5 separate regions of the Mus musculus genome follow, and all the other regions are linked to region 1. The links are chromatin contacts, called in public promoter capture Hi-C maps. All regions are on one chromosome and are shown on one strand. Each heading gives the region's core, a stretch centred on a gene start, on an enhancer-like site or on the middle of the called end of the contact. The rest is flanking DNA. Distances are from core to core; before and after follow the strand shown.

The links. Promoter capture Hi-C pulls out the DNA fragments that hold promoters and counts their contacts.
Region 2: a promoter capture Hi-C map of embryonic stem cells shows a contact between it and region 1, with 2.6 times the contacts expected there. The contact joins the enhancer-like site here to the promoter of Rpl22l1 in region 1. A contact is called at or near these places in 4 of 39 promoter capture datasets (the C10 cell line, embryonic stem cells, hippocampal neurons and 1 more) and 1 of 115 datasets of contacts at active chromatin or transcription factors (epiblast stem cells).
Region 3: a contact with region 1 is called in a promoter capture Hi-C map of pre-B cells, with 7 times the contacts expected there. The contact joins the promoter of Ect2 here to the promoter of Rpl22l1 in region 1. A contact is called at or near these places in 15 of 39 promoter capture datasets (the 3T3-L1 cell line, 3T3-L1-derived adipocytes, the C10 cell line and 9 more), 3 of 484 Hi-C or Micro-C datasets (CD4 T cells, olfactory sensory neurons and pre-B cells), 3 of 115 datasets of contacts at active chromatin or transcription factors (astrocytes, extraembryonic endoderm stem cells and large pre-B cells) and 2 of 9 other capture datasets (adipose tissue and liver).
Region 4: a contact with region 1 is called in a promoter capture Hi-C map of pre-B cells. The contact joins the promoter of Nceh1 here to the promoter of Rpl22l1 in region 1. A contact is called at or near these places in 5 of 39 promoter capture datasets (the 3T3-L1 cell line, embryonic stem cells, hematopoietic stem and progenitor cells and 2 more), 1 of 115 datasets of contacts at active chromatin or transcription factors (large pre-B cells) and 1 of 9 other capture datasets (adipose tissue).
Region 5: a promoter capture Hi-C map of pre-B cells shows a contact between it and region 1. The contact joins the promoter of Tnfsf10 here to the promoter of Rpl22l1 in region 1. A contact is called at or near these places in 10 of 39 promoter capture datasets (the C10 cell line, the HPC-7 cell line, cranial neural crest and 5 more) and 1 of 484 Hi-C or Micro-C datasets (CD4 T cells).

Annotation. Positions count from the first base shown.
Region 1 is chr3:28,804,191-28,806,874 of GRCm38.p6, forward strand. Rpl22l1 (ribosomal protein L22 like 1) reads left to right here and starts at 1,318. Exons shown (of 4, transcript NM_001347226.2): 1 at 1,318-1,353; 2 at 2,313-2,402; 3 at 2,547-2,668. The coding sequence starts at 1,345. It overlaps Gm32950 (predicted gene, 32950), which reads right to left and starts at 1,161. Exons shown (of 3, transcript NR_166194.1): 1 at 1,072-1,161.
Region 2 is chr3:30,619,021-30,621,704 of GRCm38.p6, forward strand. It overlaps Mynn (myoneurin), which reads left to right. Exons shown (of 8, transcript NM_030557.3): 8 at 1-853. Among named protein-coding and RNA genes, the nearest start is that of Mynn, 18 kb to the left of the region's middle. Within about 2 kb of position 1,326, at least 31 of the 459 cell types and tissues checked have an H3K27ac peak or open chromatin away from gene starts, as enhancers often do. A contact at or near this core is called in embryonic stem cells, where this site is marked.
Region 3 is chr3:27,152,534-27,155,217 of GRCm38.p6, forward strand. It overlaps Ect2 (ect2 oncogene), which reads right to left and starts at 1,345. Exons shown (of 24, transcript NM_001177626.1): 1 at 1,170-1,345. It overlaps 1700125G22Rik (RIKEN cDNA 1700125G22 gene), which reads left to right and starts at 1,493. Exons shown (of 3, transcript NR_040548.1): 1 at 1,493-1,777; 2 at 2,207-2,398.
Region 4 is chr3:27,181,641-27,184,324 of GRCm38.p6, forward strand. It overlaps Nceh1 (neutral cholesterol ester hydrolase 1), which reads left to right and starts at 1,364. Exons shown (of 5, transcript NM_178772.3): 1 at 1,364-1,575. The coding sequence starts at 1,438.
Region 5 is chr3:27,315,771-27,318,454 of GRCm38.p6, forward strand. It overlaps Tnfsf10 (tumor necrosis factor (ligand) superfamily, member 10), which reads left to right and starts at 1,307. Exons shown (of 5, transcript NM_009425.2): 1 at 1,307-1,520. The coding sequence starts at 1,377.

The sequences.
Region 1 (2,684 bases), core at 68-2,567:
CCTCCCTCAGTAATAGCCCTGGGGCCTCCCCTTGAGCTGGATCCCACTTTGGGTCTGTAGCTGGACCTTCTTTTCCTCAGGCTCCTCTCCATTTCCATCCAGGTAATTCTTTCAGACAGGAACAATTATGGGTCAGAGGTGTGACTGTGGGATGGCAACCCCATCCCTCACTTGTTGTCCTGTATTCCTGCTGGAGGTGGGCTCTAAAAGTTCCTCTCCCTACTGTAGGGTGTTTCATCTAAGGTTCCTCCCTTTGAGTCCTGGGAGTCTCTCATCTCCTTTAAATAATTGGCTTAAGTGGTTATTGTTATGACACAGAAAGTTGCCAAAGATAAGCAAAACAAAAATTTTAAATGTCAATTAATGGCCTATTTTCAAAATATCTAATGATCATTTTGATCTGCAGAACAGGAAGCCCTTTAGGAAGAAATGTCAACCCTGGCCCCTGCCTGAACATTTGGAACGAAAAGTTTTTGTGATTCTTAAGGCAAAAAGATTTTAAAATTTAATGAAATTGATTTCTTCTAAAACCTCAGCACCACTAGCACCATACCCTACACTGTATTAACGCCTATTACCGATCGCTTGGATAGAACACAACTCTTACATTCTAGGGCCTTTTCCAAATCAACAACTAAAGTCCATCCCATCTCCTGTCCCTAAATACTAGAGTTTCACACTAACAGAAACGTATACTACTGAACACCAACAGCCTCACCACTTTTCTGACCTGGCGTCAATTACAACCGCTCAAAATTCAAATGCTTTTTTACTTTCTGTCATCAAGGTACGTCCATCCTAGTGTACTTTGTAAACATTGATAGTTAGGTTTCAGCAGATTGTGAGTCAGTAAGTAGAAAGTACAATAAATTATGCCTATCCAATAAACCCAAAGTGTACTCAACTTGTTCTTCTCAGAAGGACATCCTCTACCTTAAAAGCTAGGCAAAGCATAGAACTTTTTCTCTGGAGGACTATAATCGCAACATAATAGAGACGATCATAAAGCAACATTGAGAGTCTGCCTTGCCCTGAATTATAACAGATAACTCCTGCATCCCTTGAACTTACTCCACTCTGGTTTGTAAGTTTGCAAAGTCCACAGCCAGAGCAGAGAATCAGTCGGCTCCGGCTTCCCACTCGAAGACGCAGGCGGAAACCAAACGCCAGGGCATCCCCGCCCCCCAACGCCACGCCTCCGTTTCCTAGGTGACTGCCAAGCACTCCGTGCATATCCGGTTCCGAGTTGCGTATTTCGCACGCTCTGCGTATGACGCAGCACGTTTTTATATAAAAGCGTGCGTGCGGCGCAAGCCCGTTCTCTTCCCACGGCTGCAGCTCAACATGGCGCCGGTGAGTGCGCGCGCGTGTGCGGGGCTCGGGTATTACAGGTAGCTATTGCGTCTAGCGAGCGGGAGCGCCGCAGGAGAGAAGGCGGTGGGAAGAGAGTCGGCCTGGCGGCTCGACTGGGACGATAGAATCCGGGTTGCGGAGCCGTCCGTGAGTGCCGTGCGGCCTGCGCGGCGGGAGCCGGGCCCGCGACTAGCTTAGTATCGGCGGGCGCGGTCGGTCTCTGGGCCTCTGGGTTTCTCCATGGCCTGTGGTCACCCTGTCAACGGAAGAGAGCCTAAGTGGCCAGGTCCGCGGTTGCAATGACGTTAGCAGTTTGAAGAGCGTGGTTTAAACATTTGGAAAGTCACTATAACCAAAATTGTTAAAAATAAGGTTGCTGAGTAAGGATTCAAAACTGAGTGACGTCTGATGGCCCCATCGGGACTGCCTGTTCACTGCACGGCAGTGAGCGAGTCCACCCCGTCATTCACTCAAATGCCAGTTCCGGGTTTGCGATAATTGGAGGGTGGTGAAGGTATTATTAATTGGTAGCCATTTAGGTGACTCTGTTTGGACCAATTACAATAAAGCATAAAGAGACCCATTACCCTAAAAATGGTGTTTTAAGTTCAGATAAAACTTGAAAAGCACCCAGGTGGGTGTTTTAATTTGAAATTGGAAATAACATCAGTTACAGTAGGAAGCAGTTCTTCATAATCAAGCAAGATTTCTCTACTAAAATAAGCTTACACTTGGAAGGTACTTAACTGGAAATGATGACGTTTCATGGGAATTGAAACATTGGTTTAAACCAAGCTAATGAGTAACCTTTACATAGAGCACAGGCTCCTTCAGGTGTTGGTCAAGTCTGTGTATAACCCATTATACCAGATGTATGCTGAGTTGGTAATTTTTTTCTTGGGAATTCAGTGTCTAAGCTGAATAAACTGCTTTAATGGCATCATAATTATGTCTAGCAGAAAGACAAGAAGCCTAAGAAGTCCACCTGGAGGTTTCATTTGGACCTTACTCATCCAGTAGAAGATGGAATTTTTGACTCTGGAAATTTTGTAAGTGTCTTACTGTGATTGCATAGTTGTTGGCATTTAAATGTAGTACTTGATATTAACCTAAGCTGTGCTCCTAGGGTACCTTCCCTAGTGACCATCTAGGGTTTCCTTCCCTAGTTTTGCATTCTTTCTGTTTGAAAATAGGAACAGTTTCTACGGGAGAAGGTTAAAGTCAATGGAAAAACTGGAAATCTTGGCAATGTTGTTCACATTGAACGCCTGAAGAATAAAATCACAGTTGTTTCTGAGAAACAGTTCTCCAAAAGGTCTGTTCTTCTGTTT
Region 2 (2,684 bases), core at 76-2,575, 1.8 Mb after region 1:
TTGATACTGGTTTAGTCATTTGCTCTTGCAGAGTTATTTGTGACGAAAGCTCAGAGACTGAATGTTATTCTTTTAATGCTATGCTGTTACTACTCACTCTAACGTGCGTGCACTTTATGAGAATCTGGGAGTCATTCTAACACAGAGAATCCCTGCGGTAAGTTCTTTACCTACTCTGTTATGATGCAGTGTTTTAGCAAAGCTTCTTAATTATTTAAGTGTTATAGCAGGTGTTCAAACTTTCTTTAAAATGCTGAATATCTTAGAAAGTATTTTCTAATTTTGTATTATTATTTTACTTTAGAGCTTTTTTAAAGAGGGAATTGTAATTATATATTAAATAAAATTTGCTGTTAAATAGTATTCATGTTAAATTCCATAGGATCATTTCAGTGGACAATTTTAAAAGCTTCTTCAAGATTGAAGGTCTGTCAGTTCTTTGAAAAAGTAGTTTATCATTTCTCTACATTTTAATCTTACAGAAATGGCACATGTCAAAGCAGTTAAAGTAGGTAATTAACTCTCTACACTAATTTTAAAAATATCCTAGGCTAATTGTTGTACTGTCTTTACTTCTGTCAGATTGGAGTTTAATAAGAGTACCCATGCCCACTCCAGTTTGCTGTGCTGAATCAGATGTGCTGGGGCAGATATTTGATAGAGAAGCCTCGTAGCTGATTTCAGCATGGACCAAACACTGAGAGCTGCCTCCCAAGCACTGCTTGGTGCTCTGTCTTTGAGAAGCACTTGAAATGACGTTCTGGAATATATATATATATATTATCATTTACCTGGAGATTTTTAATCTGTTATTGAATTAAAAATACCACCAAATAAAAAGATGAATTCTGCATTTTCACTCACTATTTTGACTAACAATGAGATGGAGATATTAGGACATTGATTTCTTTGTTTCTTTTCTACTTGAGGCAGGTTTTATTATGTATCACTCTGTTCAGATTGGATTTATTAAATAGCCTAAGTGTGGAGTTCACAGTAATCGTGCTGCCTCAGACTCCTGCGTCCTGGCTTATAGCTGTGTACCACTCTCTACAGTAATCCCTCGAGACATGATGTAGTCTTCTTTTGCCTTCTTCAACCCCTGCCTCTGCTTATTGACAAAAGATTTGCTGTGTTTAAGGATTTATCATATAAACATAGTGCCTGCCAGGAAATGTACAAAGATAATTCTGTCCACTTGAAGAAAGGCGAGAAAGCCGAGATCAGTAGCTGTAAAATAAGCAGAAATGCTGGGTGGTGGCTCACAGGAAGTTCAAAAAGGAAGTGTGAGCAGTCGAGTAGTGGAGAGAGAAAGGGCCATTCATCGTTCACCTGGGTAGACAAAGAAAGTGACTGAGGGAAGTTACATGTGGCTGACTGAAGAGGAGCTAGGCAGAATGCAGAAAGTATCTAAAGAGAAAGAATGAGGTAACAGTCAGAAATGTGTAACCCAGCAGCCACGCTGACTTGCATGCACAGCCTGAATTCGCTGGGCCGCATTTATAGCCCGTGTGGTCACGTCCTACCGTAGTTGATGGCGGAAAGGCAGAAATTAGACTCCCAGGTTTGTAACGTGATTCCATACAGGTGACCTCAGGTGACTTACTTCAGAAAAGCAGTTCTTAGACTGCTGGGTCATATTCTCAAGAATTTGAGCTGTGGAATGCTGCAGTGTTAAGTAAGGTGTAAATGAAAAGGTCCTGCGGAATTGGCCAGAAAGTCAGTGAGAAAAGTCAAGAGTACTGGAGAAAGCTGGTGTTTTAAGAAAGGATTGCGTCTTAGACCAGTAAATTTGAAGACAAGGGGACACAGTTTCATACAATAGTATGGAAATGAGCCTGTGGAGGTCAGCCTTGTCAGGGCTTTATCTATCTTTGCATACATTGTATTCTGGTCAAGATTTTCCGGTCCCCCAGCTCCTCCCAGATCCTCTACACCTCCCCACCCATAGCCAACTCTGACCCTTTCTCTCTTTAAAAAACAAACAGGCAAACAAACGATTCTGTTCTTTCTGTGTTGGCCATAGGGCACGAGGCCTATCCTGAAGTGTGGCGAATATATCGAGCTATACTCCACTGGAAAAACTAATTTTTTCCTTCACAAGTAGATGTGGATAGCAGATTGCTTCTTGGTGAGGGGTGGGAGTCTAGATCTCTTTCCCTCTGTCCCCACCGGGACCCTGTCTGACTTTAACTTATGCAAGCTCTGGGTGTGCTACCACAGCCTTAGAATTCTTATGTGCCTCAGTCCTATTGTGTCTGGAGGATACTATTCCCTTGGAGTCCTCCATCCCCTCTGGCTCTTACAATCTTTCTGTCCTCTTCTACTTGGCTCTCCGAGCCTTAACAGGTGGGCTTGATGAAGACATCCCATTTAGGACTGTGGTCCAAAATCCCATTGTCCAGTTGTGGGTCTCTGTGTTAGTTTGCAGCTTCTTCAAGAAGCAGCTTCTCTGATTATGGCTGAGTGATATAAGATGCACTGATATATGGGGTGGTAGTAGAATGTTATTAGAAAGCATTTTATTGCTATGTTTCTTTAACAGAAACATATAATTTGGGTTTACCTTGGGCCCGTGGCCTGTCTAGTCTCAAGTTGTGTCAGGAATGAATTCCATCTTATGAAGTGGGTCTTAACTCAGTGGTTCACAGCTTTACCAATGCTATGATCCTTTAGTACAGTTC
Region 3 (2,684 bases), core at 95-2,594, 1.7 Mb before region 1:
AACTAAACCCTTTCTCACTACACCCCAAAACACTGGAAATGCTTAAATACACAGATCATTTATTACCAAAACAGCTCCATAATATACAGCAAAAGAGCTACACGCTACACTAGTGATACAACCAGCATCTAGCACCCAACATCACCGCAAACTTAAGTGCACCAGGTCACTTTCTTCCTTTTCACATATTCTACAGACCTTTTAAAAATAAACACAACGGAATCGTGATCATAAAAACAATCTATCTTTGACTCGGGATGTGACTCAGCTGCAGTCAGTGTGCATGAAGTCATCCGCGGGCACCTCAGAAACCAGGTAAGGTGAAAGTACACCTGTAATCCGAGCACCCAGAAGAGGGGGTAGAGGCAGACAGAGTTCCTTGTCACCCTAGGCTCCACAATTCAAGTCTATGCTGGGGTACCTGAGATCTTGTCTCACAAACACATGGATTCTTTTAAACAAATAGTCATTTCAGCTTTTCTTTTAAATAAACCTTTTTTTTTTCCATAAACACGTCACACCAGAGTAAGGAACCCAAACTACAATAGTGTATACGTTATTGATAACAGTGCAATTAGCGATTCTCATTTACTTAGAGCTCAATATTTTAGTCACTATCTTAAATCTTTCCCTTGCCACTTTTTAACGCTTGCAGCCATCCTAAAAGACAAATGTCACTGTCATATCCAGTTTGTGGCTAAGGAAGTTGCTCACACAGCGACTCCTAGCCGGGTCTAACTGAGGGAGCTAAGTTAACCGCTAACCACACACATCTGTGGCCAGGAAGGGGCGGGGCGGCCTGTGTTTTATATTTTTAAAAATTGAAAATCGGAATTCTACAGGAATTCCAGAGGGAAACCACAAAACAATCAAGGCAGCTCGGGGCTGCGGCGGGCGGGCGGGAGGCCAAAATCCCGGTCCCAACTGCGCCCTTCACCCTGAGGCGCCGGACAGAAGCAGAATAGATAGAGAGCCCAGCCTCCCGCAAGGAAGGGCCGGGACGAGAGCAGAGGGCAGGACAGGAGGCGGATGTGGGGAAGGAGGATGGAGGGGAGCGGGACAGACAGGTACGCAGCCGTGGGAGCTCACCGCGGCGGGGGCGCCGGCCTTGGTCGCCACGGCCCGTGCTCAGTTCCGGGTTCCCGAATCCCTTCCCGTCCCCCACTCACCCCGCAGTCCTCACCACGCTCAGAGATTTTAAAAAGGAACCACGACGGCGCAGTCCTCGCTTATCCTTCTCAAACACTAAGTCTCCCCCTCACAGGCGCCGCCATGGCTCGAGAGAGGCTGCCGCCTCCGATTCAAAAAAATCCAGTCGCTCTCTCTAAGAGCCATGCTGATTGGCGCGCTCTGTCAACCTCCTTTTGATAGGCTGGAACCTCGGGCGGACTGCCGATTGGTCAATCCCAACGTCTGCCTTCGGGAGGCGCCGGCTGATTGGTTGTGAGTGTGTTTCAAATCCGGTAAACGGCTGGAGCGTGCGAACGTCGGCGGAGTGCCCGGATGTGGGCTTGAGGAGGCGTGGCTCTGCAGCGCCTCTGGATGCAGCAGGTGTTTCTGTGGTTACCGCTTGTTTACTCCGTAAACAGCCCAGTTCCTGATGAACGGTCTCTCTGCCATCACCTCCAACTTCAAGAAAAAGTACCAAGCACCGCAAACCGATCCGCTCTTACTACTAACCAGATTTTATTTTTGAAGACAAGCTTGCATCTGAGTAATTAATATAAAAAAGTGTATAAGGAGATTTTAGAATCTCCTGAAGCAAAACTGCTTCTGGGTGGGTTGCTCCCTCCCCACCCCAACTCCCAGCTTAGGAATGTTAGTGACTGTGCTTGGAAGTCTAGAAAAGAAGGGATTGTTTTACCCCTGGGATCAGTATTGCTATTTTGAAATTTGTTTCTAGATGGAATGTTCTATAATACAGTCGCCTAGGCATACACTTCTAGCTGGGTGTGGTCTCAAAGCCTGTACTAAGGAGGACAAGACCAGCCTAGGCTATAGGAGACCAGGACTCAAAACAATTATTTTTCACTTTCAAAACCTTACCAAGTGTTTGGATCGGTTGCTAGGCCCCAAATCTCATTAAGAGGTTTTTAAAGCACTTTTGAAATTTAGATTGATAAATTTTATGTGTCTTTTTGCCTATACATATTATTTTTTCCTGAACGTATGTGCATTTGTGAGTGCCTGCTGTCCTTGGACATAGGAGGAGGCCAGATCCCCAGAGACTGGAATTACAGAGAATGATGAACCACCAGGTGGGTGCTGGAAATCAAACTCACGGCCTATGTGTGAGAAACAAACGCTTTAAACCACTGAGCCAACTCACTTTAAGCCCAAAATCTACTTTAAAACCAAAAGAACTTCTTGACAGCCTAAGCAGTTCGACAAGTCTACGGTGAGTTCATAGAATGAGTAAAACAATCTATAGTTTTGTCTGTCTGGTTGGTTGGTTTTTAGGGTTTTTTGCCTACCAGTATCTATGGCCTGCCAATCACTAGAATTCCGCACTAGCCTTTGGAGTGGAAGAAAGGAAAAATCGGCCTGGACCTTGCCCAGAGAAGTGTGCTTGCAATTTAAACTGGGGTGTGTCTGGCATTCCAAGCATTCTCCTCACTAAAGTAGAAGGCAGCCGCCTCCTTTGTGCCCTGCCCGAGGAGAGCTAGCTTCCCAGTCTGTTGGGT
Region 4 (2,684 bases), core at 114-2,613, 1.6 Mb before region 1:
CAATAAAACAACAAAACTCCTTTCCAAGCTATGAAGGAAGCATCAAGAATCACTGTAGTTTCTTAAAACAACAGCAGCCACTTGGCGGTGGAGAAATGGCTTGGTAGCTAAGTGTTCACTTTTCAAAGGTTTTGCGAAGGACCAGAGTCCAGTTCCCTGCGCCCATGTCAGGCCGCTCAGGATCCAGGGAATCCCGTGCTCTCTTCTGGCATCCACAAACACTTGCTCTCCTGTGCACATTTCCACACAGAGATACACACATCACATAATTAAAAACAAACAGTTTACGATAAGATCTTTGCTTTACTGATTATATATGGTGCTGAGAAGTAACCCCAGGGCTTTGTGTGTGTGGGGGGGGAGAAGCACTCTGTCATTGAACTGAATTCCCAGACCTTTTTTCTATTATTTTTTTTTTCCAGCAAGGTTTCATATAACCCAGGTTGGCTTCAAAATCCTGGTCCTCCTGTTTCCACCTTCCCAATTCTGAGATTACAGGTGCTATCACCAGGCCCAGCTGAGGGCATTTGGAAGCCAACACTGGCCTTATTGCATGAGCTATGAGAAATCAGGTATTAGTTCTCTCTCTCTCTCTCTCTCTCTCTCTCTCTCTCTCTCTCTGTGTGTGTGTGTGTGTGTGTGTATGTGTATCTGTGTGTTTGTTGTGCAATGCCCCCCATATAGCCATGGGTGGCTTAGAACTCACAATGTGAACCAGGCTGTGTGCACCACCATGCCAGAAACTCTCTTTTTAAACCGCTTACTGACTTTATCAAGTGTTTCTCTCGAGAGGAGTTTTGGTATCTTTTGCAGTAGTCTCTTTGTTTTGATCAGATGCTTTATATTCTTTGAAAGTTGCACAGTGCAACTATCTGAGTTTTCTATTTGCTTGTTTGTCTGATACTTTGGTTTTCTTGAGGCAGGGTTTCTCATCTAGCCCAGTATGGACTCAAACTTGTTATGCAGTCCAAGATGACCTTGGCCTTCATCCTGTCTCCTCCTTTCAAGACCAAGGATAACAGTTAAGTGTGCCAAACCCAACGGATTTATTGTTTGTTTGTTACTGTTAGTTTTTCTTCTGATACTATTTCTGGTAGCTCAGGCTGACCCGGAACCCCTTTTGCCACACCTTCAGAGGCAGCTTGGCATCGCAGGCAGTCATACTCACAGTGTCCGCCAGGGGTTGCTGGTTGCTGTGTGTCCTCCGGGCTGCACCACCCTGCTTCCTGCAACCTGGCGAGCCCGCAGCTATTCGCAAGGACACCGCGGAGGGGGCACATCCGCGCTCCCACTTCCTCCCGACGCAGCCTGTGATTGGCTCGCAGCCTGAGGAGGAACACGTGAAACAGCAGCTGCGGCTGGCAGAAACTTGCTGGTCTTCTCCGGGTAGCATCGCACCGTACCGCGGTCAGCTCCGGACAGCCCGGCCTGGGGACAATGAGGTCGTCATGCGTCCTACTGGCCGCTCTGCTGGCTCTGGCTGCCTACTACGTGTACATCCCACTGCCCAGCGCGGTGTCCGACCCCTGGAAACTGATGCTGCTGGACGCCACTTTCCGCGGCGCGCAGCAAGTGGTGAGCAGAGCGAAAGGGGATGCCCCGTCTCGTCCTTGCTCCTCTAAACGAAACCCCCATCGCTTATCCCGGTTGCCCATGGGCCCTTTGAGGATGTCACATTTGCATCCTTGTCCTGCAATAGGGATATCCCGTGTTTCCGTGAACGCGCATCTGCCTCTCCCTGCTTCTTCTGATCTCTGGGGTCTGAGGGTGTCGTGTTTGCATCCGTGTAATGCAGTGGGGGCACCCGGTGTCACCCATGTTTTCTCAGAGTGCACGATTCCCCAGGACCCCTAGCCCGGGCACCGAGGATGTCCTGTTCGCATCCTTGAAGTCCACAGGCAGATAGGAGTGGAAACAGGTGAAGTTCTCCTCGCCTGGCGTCTCTGACAGCTGTTTAACCTTTCCTAGGACCTAATTAGCTCCCCTGCTTTCTTGGTTCGCTGTGTCTTGAGCCAGAGCCTTTGGTAATTTATAAACCACCTCGCCCCCACCTCTGTTGTCCCACTGGCTTGCAAAGGAGGAGTTAATTTTTTTTTTTTTTGCTAAGGGGATTGTGATTCACCGGTGAGCAGAAGCGGGCACAGGCAGTCTCCTAACGTCCCCAGGCCTTAGCGCTCCTTCTGGGGATCGCAGGCTAGGAGGAACCGCTCTGACCTTCGGTTCTCTCCCTGGCATTTCTCAGCTCAGCGGAAGAAAAGAAGGCCGGGAGACTAGCAATCCCGGAGGGCTGTAACGGTCCCTGTTTGAAGGCTGTTTTCTTGTGGCATTTGTTTTGCGTCCTTCGATGTCTGGGAGATAACCTTGGCCTGAGCCGGAGCGGTGTGGCCTTCTTTTAACCTGCAGGGTGGCATTTCTCTGCACTGTATCCTGCTCCTGCACATTGCTCCCCCGTGGGGAGGACAGTGTCATTGGTTTATTCCATGATAGGAGGATTGCTTTTAGTATCAGAAGCGCAGTCTGCAGCTAAGGCTGAACGCCATGACTGCATCGTATTTTTGAGTAGTCAGAGATATGCAGGTTCCCAGCGCTTCTCCACAATCAAGCCACCCTCCACCTCTGCCCAACACTGAGCCTTAATACTGTTTGTTTTGTTTTTTCAAGACAAAGTTTCTTTATAACCCTGG
Region 5 (2,684 bases), core at 57-2,556, 1.5 Mb before region 1:
ATGGTAACTTAGTTACAGCACCACAGTAGAGTACTACTTCTAAAGACCTTTTAGCAGGTGACAGCCTCCCGTGCTGTGAGGGAGCCTTGGCTTTGTAGTTAAGCAGGCTCCAAAGGAATCCTTCTGGGAGGTGGGAAGCAGCTGCAGACCTGAGAGAATTTGAGTTGAAATGGATTCCGTTTTGTTCCCCACCATGAGATACCAGCCAGAAAGATGTCCTATGGCCCTTGGGAACTGGCACCATTAGAAATAGCAACACTGTTGCTAGAACCTGCAGAGGCCTCAGAGTCACAAACATTGGGCCAGAAGCTGGAGGTGGTTGCTGCAGGCCATCTGATCACACTGTGAACCTGAGATTGTGAACTGTTTCTAACTGTGATACGTCCCAGCCTTTGACCCTAGAGCTTTCTGTCTGTCTGCTGTAAACTCGTGGTGGTGTGGCTCAGCCCTAGCAAAGCCCTTTTAACAAAGTCAACCCTAGGTCAAGAGGCAGAGCCAGTAACCATCTGACAGGGAGTGAACATAGTGAACAGAAAGGGGGTCTTCGAGTGTTTAAGACAGCGTGGAGAAGAAAGGATTCTTTCCTTCTGGGATGGAGTAGGAAGGTCAGCTGGGTGCTTTCTCTGCCTCTCAGAGCTAGGAAGTTATCATCTCAGCATCTGGCTCCTGAGTTTTCATTGGTAAAATTGAACAGCTGGGATTTCTGTTTTTTAAAACAGTTTTAAAAAACAAACAAACAAACAAACAAACAAACTTTGTGTGTGTGTGTTTCACATCATGCACCCCGGTCCCATTCATCTCCCTGTCCCCTCATAATCACCGTCTGCCCTTGAAACTCCCCCCAGATAAAAACACACAAAACAAACTAAATAAACCAAAACAGAGCATAGAAAACATCCCACCATGGAAGCTGTGGTGTCCTAGTGTGTCCCACAGTTTATCCCTCTGTCCACACATCTTCACTTGCAAATGTCTATAGCAATGAGTCATTGTTGCCTTCAGCAGTCTCTGGCTCCTGTGACGCCTTAAATTTTGGATCCTCACTGAGACCCCTCCCGGTCCCTTTGTCCTTTGTCCTTTGTCCTTTGTCCTTTGTCCAGGAGATCCTGCAGCTCCTTCAGGTGCTCCAGCAGTTCATAGATGGGTTAGATCTCAGAGCGCTGGATCTAGGCTTTCCAGCACCATCAGGGCGAGCTCTCCTAGCTGGAGGGTTTCTGTGCACTACGTCCTCGTCACCTTCCTGACTTGCTTAGTTTCACTTTTGGTCTCAACAGTAAAAAGAAACTGCATGGGCACTCCGCCTTCTAACTGTGACCTTCTCAGGCACTGCTGCTGGGCTGCAAGTCTGCATTGGGAAGTCAGACCTGGACAGCAGTATGCCTTCCTCAGGGGCCCTGAAGGACCTCAGCTTCAGTCAGCACTTCAGGATGATGGTGATTTGCATAGTGCTCCTGCAGGTGCTCCTGCAGGCTGTGTCTGTGGCTGTGACTTACATGTACTTCACCAACGAGATGAAGCAGGTGAGTGGCCGTGTGCTCTCAGCAGCAGCCTCTCTTGGCTTTGCCGCTTAGCTTGCTCTTCTTTGAAAGCTTAGCTGTAGATTAAAATATGCCTTTCCCAAGTGCAGACTCTTAACTGCTAATAAAGAGAGGGCTTTATAAAACTGCAAGTTGGCAGACTTCCAAGCAGTTGTAGTAACAGAACAGGCTATGAAAACTACAAATGGATATACCGGCACCTCCAAGAAAGTTTGCTATCATTTCAAAAGTGTCTGTGCAGGGTGCAGTTAGTGGTGTCACTTGGCACAAATGCTTTGTGTGAAGTACTCTAGAGTTCCGTGTGTGTGTGTGTGTGTGTGTGTGTGTGTGTGTAAGAGAGATAGAGAGATAGAGAGAGAGGGGAAGAGAGAGGAAGACAGGGAGAGAGGAAGAAGAGAAGAAGAGGGAGAGAGGGAGGAAAAGAGGAAGAAGGAGGTAGAGAGGGACAGAGAAGGAGAGAGAGGAAGAGAGAGAGAGACAGAGGGAGAGAGGAAGAGGGAGGACAGCACATGGTGCTGTGGAGCCTAGAGATAGATGTCAGCTGTTTTTCTCCCTAACTCTCCATGTAGTTTTTCTGAACTCTCACTGTATTGGCTAGTTTTGTGTCAACTTGACACAGCTGGAGTTATCACAGAGAAAGGAGCTTCAGTTGAGGAAATGCCTCCATGAGATCCAACTGTAAGGCATTTTCTCAATTAGTGATCAAGGGGGCAAGGCCCCTTGTGGGTGGGACCATCTCTGGGCTGGTTGTCTTGGGTTCTATAAGAGAGCAGGCTGAGCAAGCCAGTAAAGAACATCCCTCCATGGCCTCTGCATCAGCTCCTGCTTTCTGACCTGCTTGAGTTCCAGTCCTGCATTCTTTGGTGATCAACAGCAGTATGGAAATGTAAGCCGAATAAACCCTTTCCTCCCCAACTTGCTTCTTGGTCATGATGTTTGTGCAGGAATACAAACCCTGACTAAGACAAATTGGTACCAGCATAGTGGGGTATTCCTGTGACAACCTGACCATGTTTTGGGGAGGATTGTGGAAGGACTTTGGAACTTTGGGCTTGAAGATCCATCCATTGTTAAGAGCTCTGTTGGAGGTTGTGCAGGAGCTTGGAAGATAATGTTGAGAACACTGTAGAAGATGGAGGTCTGGTT